Linked DNA regions of Sus scrofa: region 2 is linked to region 1. Evidence: chromatin contacts called from public HiChIP or PLAC-seq data. All regions are on one chromosome and are shown on one strand. Each heading gives the region's core, a stretch centred on a gene start, on an enhancer-like site or on the middle of the called end of the contact. The rest is flanking DNA. Distances are from core to core; before and after follow the strand shown. Region 1 overlaps SYNE2 (nesprin-2). Region 2 overlaps PPP2R5E (protein phosphatase 2 regulatory subunit B'epsilon).

Region 1 (3,370 bases), core at 360-2,859:
TCTGTGGAGATGTTCATTTGTTCTGGATATTAGATTCCAGTTATAAGTGATATCATATGGTATTTGTCTTTCATAGCCTGTTTTTTCAATCTTGCTCTTAGCTGTGCTGCTTGGTCTCCCTCATAAATGTGCAGAACGGCAGTAGAGGACATGGTGGAATTCATACGCAGAATTCACCACTCCTCCTTTGTGGTTATCTCCTGGATTTTTCCCTTTACTTTTCAACATCATGATAGTCCAAAAGACTAGGTTTGTTTGGAGTTCCCATTGTGGCACAGTGGTTAACGAATCCAACTAGGAATGATGAGGTTTCGAGTTCAGTCCCTGGCCTTGCTCAGCAGGTTAAGGATCTGGCGTTGCCGTGAGTGGTGGTGTAGGTTGCAGACACGACTCGGATCCCATGTTGCTGTGGCTCTGGCGTAGGCCGGCGGCTACAGCTCTGATCAGACCCGTAGCCTGGGAACCTCCATATGCCACAGGTGCAGCCCAAGAAATGGCAAAAGACAAAAAAAAAAAAAAAAAAAAAAAAGACTAGGTTTGTTTGTTTGAGTTTTAGTCACTCCATTCAGCAGTGACTAGAGATGCCCCAGGAGAAGAGCCATTAACAGAGAGTCCCCTCGTGCTGCAGCGGTAAAGGATCCCGTGTTGTCACTGCAATGGCCTGGGTTGCTGCTGTGGCACAGGTTTGATCCCTGGCCCATATTGCCATGTATGCGGCCTAAATAAATAAATAAATAAATAAGGTAAAATTGCAGCTCTAGTCCAGTGACCTTCCTCTCTGAGAAGGATGACTTCTCTCTAGTTTCTAGCAGCTTTTGATTACTTTCCAGTGCTTCCAAGTGAGTATTAATTATATTTTATCTAGGGTTGGGAACTGTTGTCTGTGAAAGGGTCGGCCCAAACTTGAACATTACCATTACCAGAACAGGAATATGCATAACCAAAAATTATAATGATTTGTAAGTCAAGTATATGCCAATAAAATTTATTTTAATAATTATAATTATTTTCTTTGAGTCTTTAAAATTTGAGGTCTTGAGATGAAATATACCAATGTATATGACTATTATTAGCAGAAGATATTAACCATACTTAGACATGTTTCCATTAATAATGATTCGCTCTCTGGGAATTAGTAGGAAATATAGTTTCTCATGAGTTTTGTTCTAAAATGCAAGACTGTCCTCTGTTCTGACAAAGTACTCTGTCACAGCAGGCAAGCACAAATTATTTCAGCTGTGAGTCATCCTCCTCATCATAACTTCATGATGAAGCTTACTTATTTTCTCCCTTTGCTAGGTAAAGGAGAATTTCTCACTCCCTTCTAGAATAGCTCCATTATTATTAGTTTTATATACTGGGCTACCATTCACAATTTTGCTTAAAGAAAGTGTGCCACTGACAGTCTCTATAATTCAATAAGTTAATATATTTTAGTTTTCATGACTATGGAAGAGTGGTATAATTGTTGGCATAGCAATTCCTACTCCTCAAGTTTCTGTTGTGGCTCAGCAGATTAAGAATCTGACTAGTGTCCCTGAGGATGTGGGTTCCATCTCTGGCCTTGCTCAGTGGGTTAAAGGATCCAGTGTTGCCATGAGTCATGGTGTAGATAGCAGACATGGCTTGGATCTGGCGTTGCTGTGGTATAGGCCGACAGCTGCAGCTCTGATTCAACCCCTAGCCTGGTAACTTTCATATGCCAAGGGTGTGGCCCTAATAAGACAAAAAAAAAGAGAAGAAATTCCTACTTCTAAACCATCTCCTTCAAACTACTGCCTACTTGATAGTAGGTGAAATCACTTACTAAAAACAACTCCTCTGATTTTTCTATTTTAACTTATCAAAGATCCATAATGCAATCCCTATACTGGCAATTATTTTTCCATCAATATTACTAGTCCATCCTATCTGGCATTTTCATGATAGTAATCAAACTAAAAGACAAAATGGAGATTGGTGCTGAGAAGTGTGTACTGTTCATAGCAAATGTTCCGTAAGTTTAAAGGCATGTATGCAGCTGTTTTAACTGAACTAAGATCTTCCTAATAATTCATAGCTGTAATCGTACCAACTTTCTAGCATCAGACACATTTACAAAAGATTATCATTGCCTAAATGTTATGCAGTTTCATTTCTTTAAGTTTCAGAATTATCACCTGGATGTTCCTATTTATCAGAAAGGTGGGAATCTTCATCTTAATTGTAATAAGAACTCATTAATCATCTGCTATCATCTTAATCAAGAGGAATAAATATTGTAATAAGCATTCACTTAAAGCCTCCAGTGAACTAAGACGCTGTTTATTTTTTATTTTATTTTTGTCTTTTGTCCTTTCAGTGCCGCACCCTTGGCACATGGAGAGTCCCAGGCTAGGGGTTGAATTGGAGCTGTAGCTGCTGGCCTACACCAGAGACATAGCAACATGGGATCCGAGCCTCATCTGCAACCTACACTACAGCTCACAGCAACGCTGGATCCTCAACCCACTGAGCAAGGCCAGGGATCAAATCCGTAACCTCATGGTTCCTAGTCAGATTCATTAACCACTGAGCCACAACGGGAACTCCTAAGATGCTGTTTAAATGAAAAACAACACACTGAAAGAAATCAGAGGATTCCCTCCTCGTTGGAGTGCTTACTAATTTACTGAATGTATGCTGAAGGCTTTTTAATGATAAAGGAAAAGTATTAGATGCTCTTTTCAGTGTGTTAACTGAGAACACAATGTCTAGCCTTTGCCACACATTCGAAAGCTACTATATCACCTGATCTAAAATACTGTTAAGTTCCTCCTCCTATGTTAAAGCTTCTTGGAGACACTGGCCGTGTCACATTATTAATCTTTGTTATTCTCAGTGCCTAACATGTCGCCTTGCATCTTGACAGGTAGTCCGCAAATGTTTGTTAAGTAAATTCGTCTTTATTTAGTAAAATTTTCCATAAGCCGTTCAGGTAACAGGAAAAACACAGGACCTGAAAGTCTTTCACAGTAAGGATATTATTATTGCTGCCATTTTAATTGCTACTACTAATGCAATCATTTAAACCTACCTACCAGATTGTGCTATTTCATTGATTAAAAGTTTCTCGTCTTCAGTTTCATAAACTGTGTCATGAGGGTGAAATCTTCTTGTGCTACTTGATCATCAACTGAATGACTGTGTTACCCACAGCATGTCAGATAAATATAAAGCATTAATAACTGTACTGTGTTGTAAGAGCCCCATGAATGACCAGAACTTCACATCTTATAATCATGTTGTAAAACAAGATGTGCTCAGCTCAAAAAAAAAAAAAAAATTCTCTGTCAAGGATAATCACAATCAAGTACAGGCAAGTACATTGGTGTCTACACTATCATGTAAA
Region 2 (3,718 bases), core at 101-2,600, 330 kb after region 1:
CTGTGTACTTGTACATCATGTAGGAAGGCCTCTTGCCCGTTGTTTTAGAAGTGTGATGGGGGGTGGAGAGCCCCACAGGGACCCTGCTACAGCGTGTAAGTGCCCCTTGTTCTGGTGTAAGAGATGTGGCACATAGGATATTTTTTCTAAAGTAAATAGAATCACATTTTCAATACTGTAGGGAATTTGTTCTTAACAAGTGCCCTCTGGTGAATTCCTTGCAAAATGAACATTAACAAAAGTTAAATTCTGATCTCTTCATGTTTGGTTTTATGTATAAAGTTTCATTACGTTAAAATAGCTCAAAACTCTCATTAACCCTTATTGTGCATATGGATTTTTCAATCCAGTACCTGACGGTTGGTCTTTTGCATGTGCTTCCAGGTCATGTTCCTTGGGGAGCTGGAGGAGATACTGGATGTGATTGAACCATCGCAATTTGTTAAAATCCAAGAACCTTTGTTTAAACAAATTGCCAAGTGTGTTTCTAGCCCCCATTTTCAGGTTAGTAATTAAGAGGACATGAGCTAGAGTGACTTTTACCACATACATTAATTACTTTGGTAAAGTTTTATTTGTGTTGGAGTTCCCCTAATGGCGCAGTGGTTAACGAATCCGACTAGGAACCATGAGGTTGTGGGTCCAATCCCTGGCCTTGTTCAGTAGGTCGAGGATCCAGCATTGCTGTGAGCTGTGGTGTAGGTTGCAGATGCAGCTCGGATCCCGCGTGGCTGTGGCTGTGGCTGTGGCCAGCCGCTATAGCTCCAATTAGACCCCTATCCTGGGAACCTCCATATGCTTCAGGAGCAGCCCTGGAAAAGACAAAAAAAAAAAAAAAAAAAGTTTTATTTGTGTTGAAAGAAAAGTAGTGGACACTAGCTACCTGGTTTTGTTTGCTGTTTTTTCACATGATCACAATACTTTTGATAATAACCACCTTCCTCTTGAATACCTGCTACATGACAGCCCCTATCCATTAACTTGAATTCCCTTGAGCACTTGGAAAGGAGGCATTATGATGTTTATAGGTGTGAACCCTGATGCTCACAGTGGTAACATAACTTGTCTCAAGTAAAATAGCTGAATGAGAGGTGGACTGGTAGGGCCCCTCTAATGTGTAAGAGAGATGCTAACTAAGCTTAAGTGGAAAAAGAGAACATAATATTCTATACTGTGCTGGATGCTTTACATGATTTACTCCTAAACTTGTAATTATCCTCCTACCTGCCTCTCTAGAGAGAATTATGTGCTCAAGTTCCCAGTCAGCAGGAAGTGGGGAGTTAGTAGGTGCAGCTTCTTTTGAAAGCAGGTGACCTTCCTGTGGCACCACACTGCCTCCCTGTGGCCACTCTGGGGGAACAAACCTGAGCAACTCTTTTTGCAGTTGGGGCTGTTTTACCAGGGCTGAGGGACCCACACTGGGGGGAAGAGGGTGCCCTGGGGTCCACACATTAGGTTTTATACTTTGTCCACCAAAGGTCCAAATCTCAGACCTGGACAATTGCCTCTTTATGTACATACAGCCTGTGGATTTGAAGAGATTGCTCAGATTGGAGTTGACAGCACAGAACCCCATTGCTAATGTGCTGGACTTTTCCCTGAGCTGTCATTATCTTGCATAGAGACACTGGCTGTAGTCATTGTTTTCATTTTTAACCTGAAGACATCTTAGTGTGTCAAGTCAGTGATCTTAAGACAACCTTGCAATTGTATCACAAAGCCAAAAAAAAGAGTAGAAACTGTTACATGACCATTACATTCAGATGATACGCTTTAGGCATGGGTCTTAAAAAATGCAGGACACTATGTAGATGTTTTACATATTCCACATGGCCTGTGGTGCTCAAATAGCTGGGTTGTTCACCTAATTCTTCAGTCTTTATTAGGATGTTTGGTGTCATGGAGGGCAAAGAACAGGACTCTTTTTTAAAATGAGAATTGCCAGGGAGCCTTAAATGATGCTCAGAAGCTTAGAAAGGAGATGAAATGTCTGACATAGCTGGGGCTGTGTCTTAAGGCTACTGTAACAAAATACCACAGATGAGGCAGCTTACAAACAACAGCAGTTTTTTCCCCAGTTCTGGAGGCTGGTGGTCCATTTGGAAACGGTGGTGGTATGGTGGCAGCACGGCTGGCTGAGGGCTCTCTTCTGGGTCCCAGACTTCTCTTATGTCCTCACATGGTGGGAGAGGCTGGGAGCACTTAGGAGCCTCTATTCAAAGGTACTTTTTCGGCCCTGGAGGTTAGGATCCAACATAGGAGTTTTAAGGAGACACAAACATTTAGACCACATCAGGCTTCCACAAGGAAACCCTGTGTGGCTTCAACACTGCTTAATTTCTCATAGTTCTCTAGGCTGGGAGCCTGCAGTGCAAGTTTCAGTGCTCTCCGCCTCTGTGAGGGCACTTTTCTGGCTTGCACACCTTCTCCCTGGGTCCTTCCCCCGGGTCCTCACGTGGCCTCTTCATTCCTCGCTGCTGGAGGAGAGAGAAGGGCGTCTCTCTTTTCTCTTCATAGAGGGCCACCAAACCTGCCAGTCAGGTTAGGACCCTCTTCTATGACCACATTTAACCTAATGACCTCCTGTCTCCAGGTGCACTCACACAGGGGTTAGGGTGTCAACACATGGATTATGCAGGGGGTGGGGTGGGAGTGGGGACAGAGGGTGAAGATGAAGTTTAGTCCATACAAGGAGGAAAAAGAATTTTAAAATTATTTGACAGAGGTAAAACAGAACAAAAGAAGGAAGGGGAGCGAAGAGTTTCTTTATTCATTCCATGACGTGTTCTTTGGTTCATCCAGCAAATGTGACCCTGTTGTAGCCACCTGCTTTTGTAGGTGTGGCCCTGCGGTTGCAAGGCTCTGAGCTAGAGACACTGCCACTGTGTGTAAAGGACAGCGGGTCCTACAGTCAGAAGTGCCAGTTCTCACTTTGCATAAACAATGGCTTTCCTCTTTAAGGGGCTTTGCTGGATACTGACTTTCGTCTGTACATGACCTTACATATTGATAAGTAGATAATACATGGTCTTCCCCAGGCCCTTTTCTTGCCTTTGCTCCACCAGCTTCAGCCACACCAAATGCTTCTTCTTTCTTCCATGTTTCTTTGTGGTTTCTAGACACAAAGTCCATGTTGCCGCTCCTGCCCTCCTTTCCGGTAACTCCCTGAGCCTGGAATGCCTTTTGCTCTTTCCTTCATCCTTCAAAGCCCAGCTTAGGTGCTACTGCCTGTGGTACATTTCTGCCGTTCATCCTTTCCCCAGATCATCTGGATTGTTCTTTCTGCTCTTTCCTCTGGTGTACTGTTTCTCTCTCTGGTATAGCATCTATCACAGTTTGCATTGAACTAGGGATCCTTTTTCTGTACCAGTACATGAGCTTTGTAGGGATAATAAAATGCAGAGGTTATGAGCAGGGAGTGGGTCTTGCCACTTGGTAATCAAGTGACTAATTTCCTGAGCCTCAGTCTCCCCATTTGCAAAATAGAAATAATGGGACCTGTACTCTGTGTGTTGGTTGTGAGGACTGAATGAGGTAATATGTATATGAAATACTTAGCACAGTTCCTGGCTTATAGTAAACATTTCTTTGTACTCCCAGTGTCTAGTGCTTTTCAGAATATTTTTTTGAACCAAACTGAATAAAGTAAATGGAAAAGTTCTAATTTTTCAGAGTCTGTTGGTGGGTACAGCTTGTACCATTTTATTAAATTATTACA

Evidence for each region. HiChIP or PLAC-seq counts read pairs in DNA pulled down with a chosen protein or histone mark.
Region 2: an H3K27ac HiChIP or PLAC-seq map of alveolar macrophages shows a contact between it and region 1. The contact joins two enhancer-like sites. A contact is called at or near these places in 1 of 47 Hi-C or Micro-C datasets (embryonic fibroblasts) and 1 of 2 datasets of contacts at active chromatin or transcription factors (alveolar macrophages).

What each region holds. Positions count from the first base shown.
Region 1 is chr1:194,311,227-194,314,596 of Sscrofa11.1, forward strand. The region is part of intron 2 of SYNE2 (nesprin-2); the gene reads right to left. Among named protein-coding and RNA genes, the nearest start is that of SGPP1, 39 kb to the right of the region's middle. Within about 2 kb of position 1,610, at least 3 of the 83 cell types and tissues checked have an H3K27ac peak or open chromatin away from gene starts, as enhancers often do. A contact at or near this core is called in alveolar macrophages, where this site is marked.
Region 2 is chr1:194,641,046-194,644,763 of Sscrofa11.1, forward strand. PPP2R5E (protein phosphatase 2 regulatory subunit B'epsilon) reads left to right here. Exons shown (of 14, transcript NM_001244062.1): 11 at 385-504. Among named protein-coding and RNA genes, the nearest start is that of GPHB5, 94 kb to the right of the region's middle. Within about 2 kb of position 1,351, at least 4 of the 83 cell types and tissues checked have an H3K27ac peak or open chromatin away from gene starts, as enhancers often do. A contact at or near this core is called in alveolar macrophages, where this site is marked.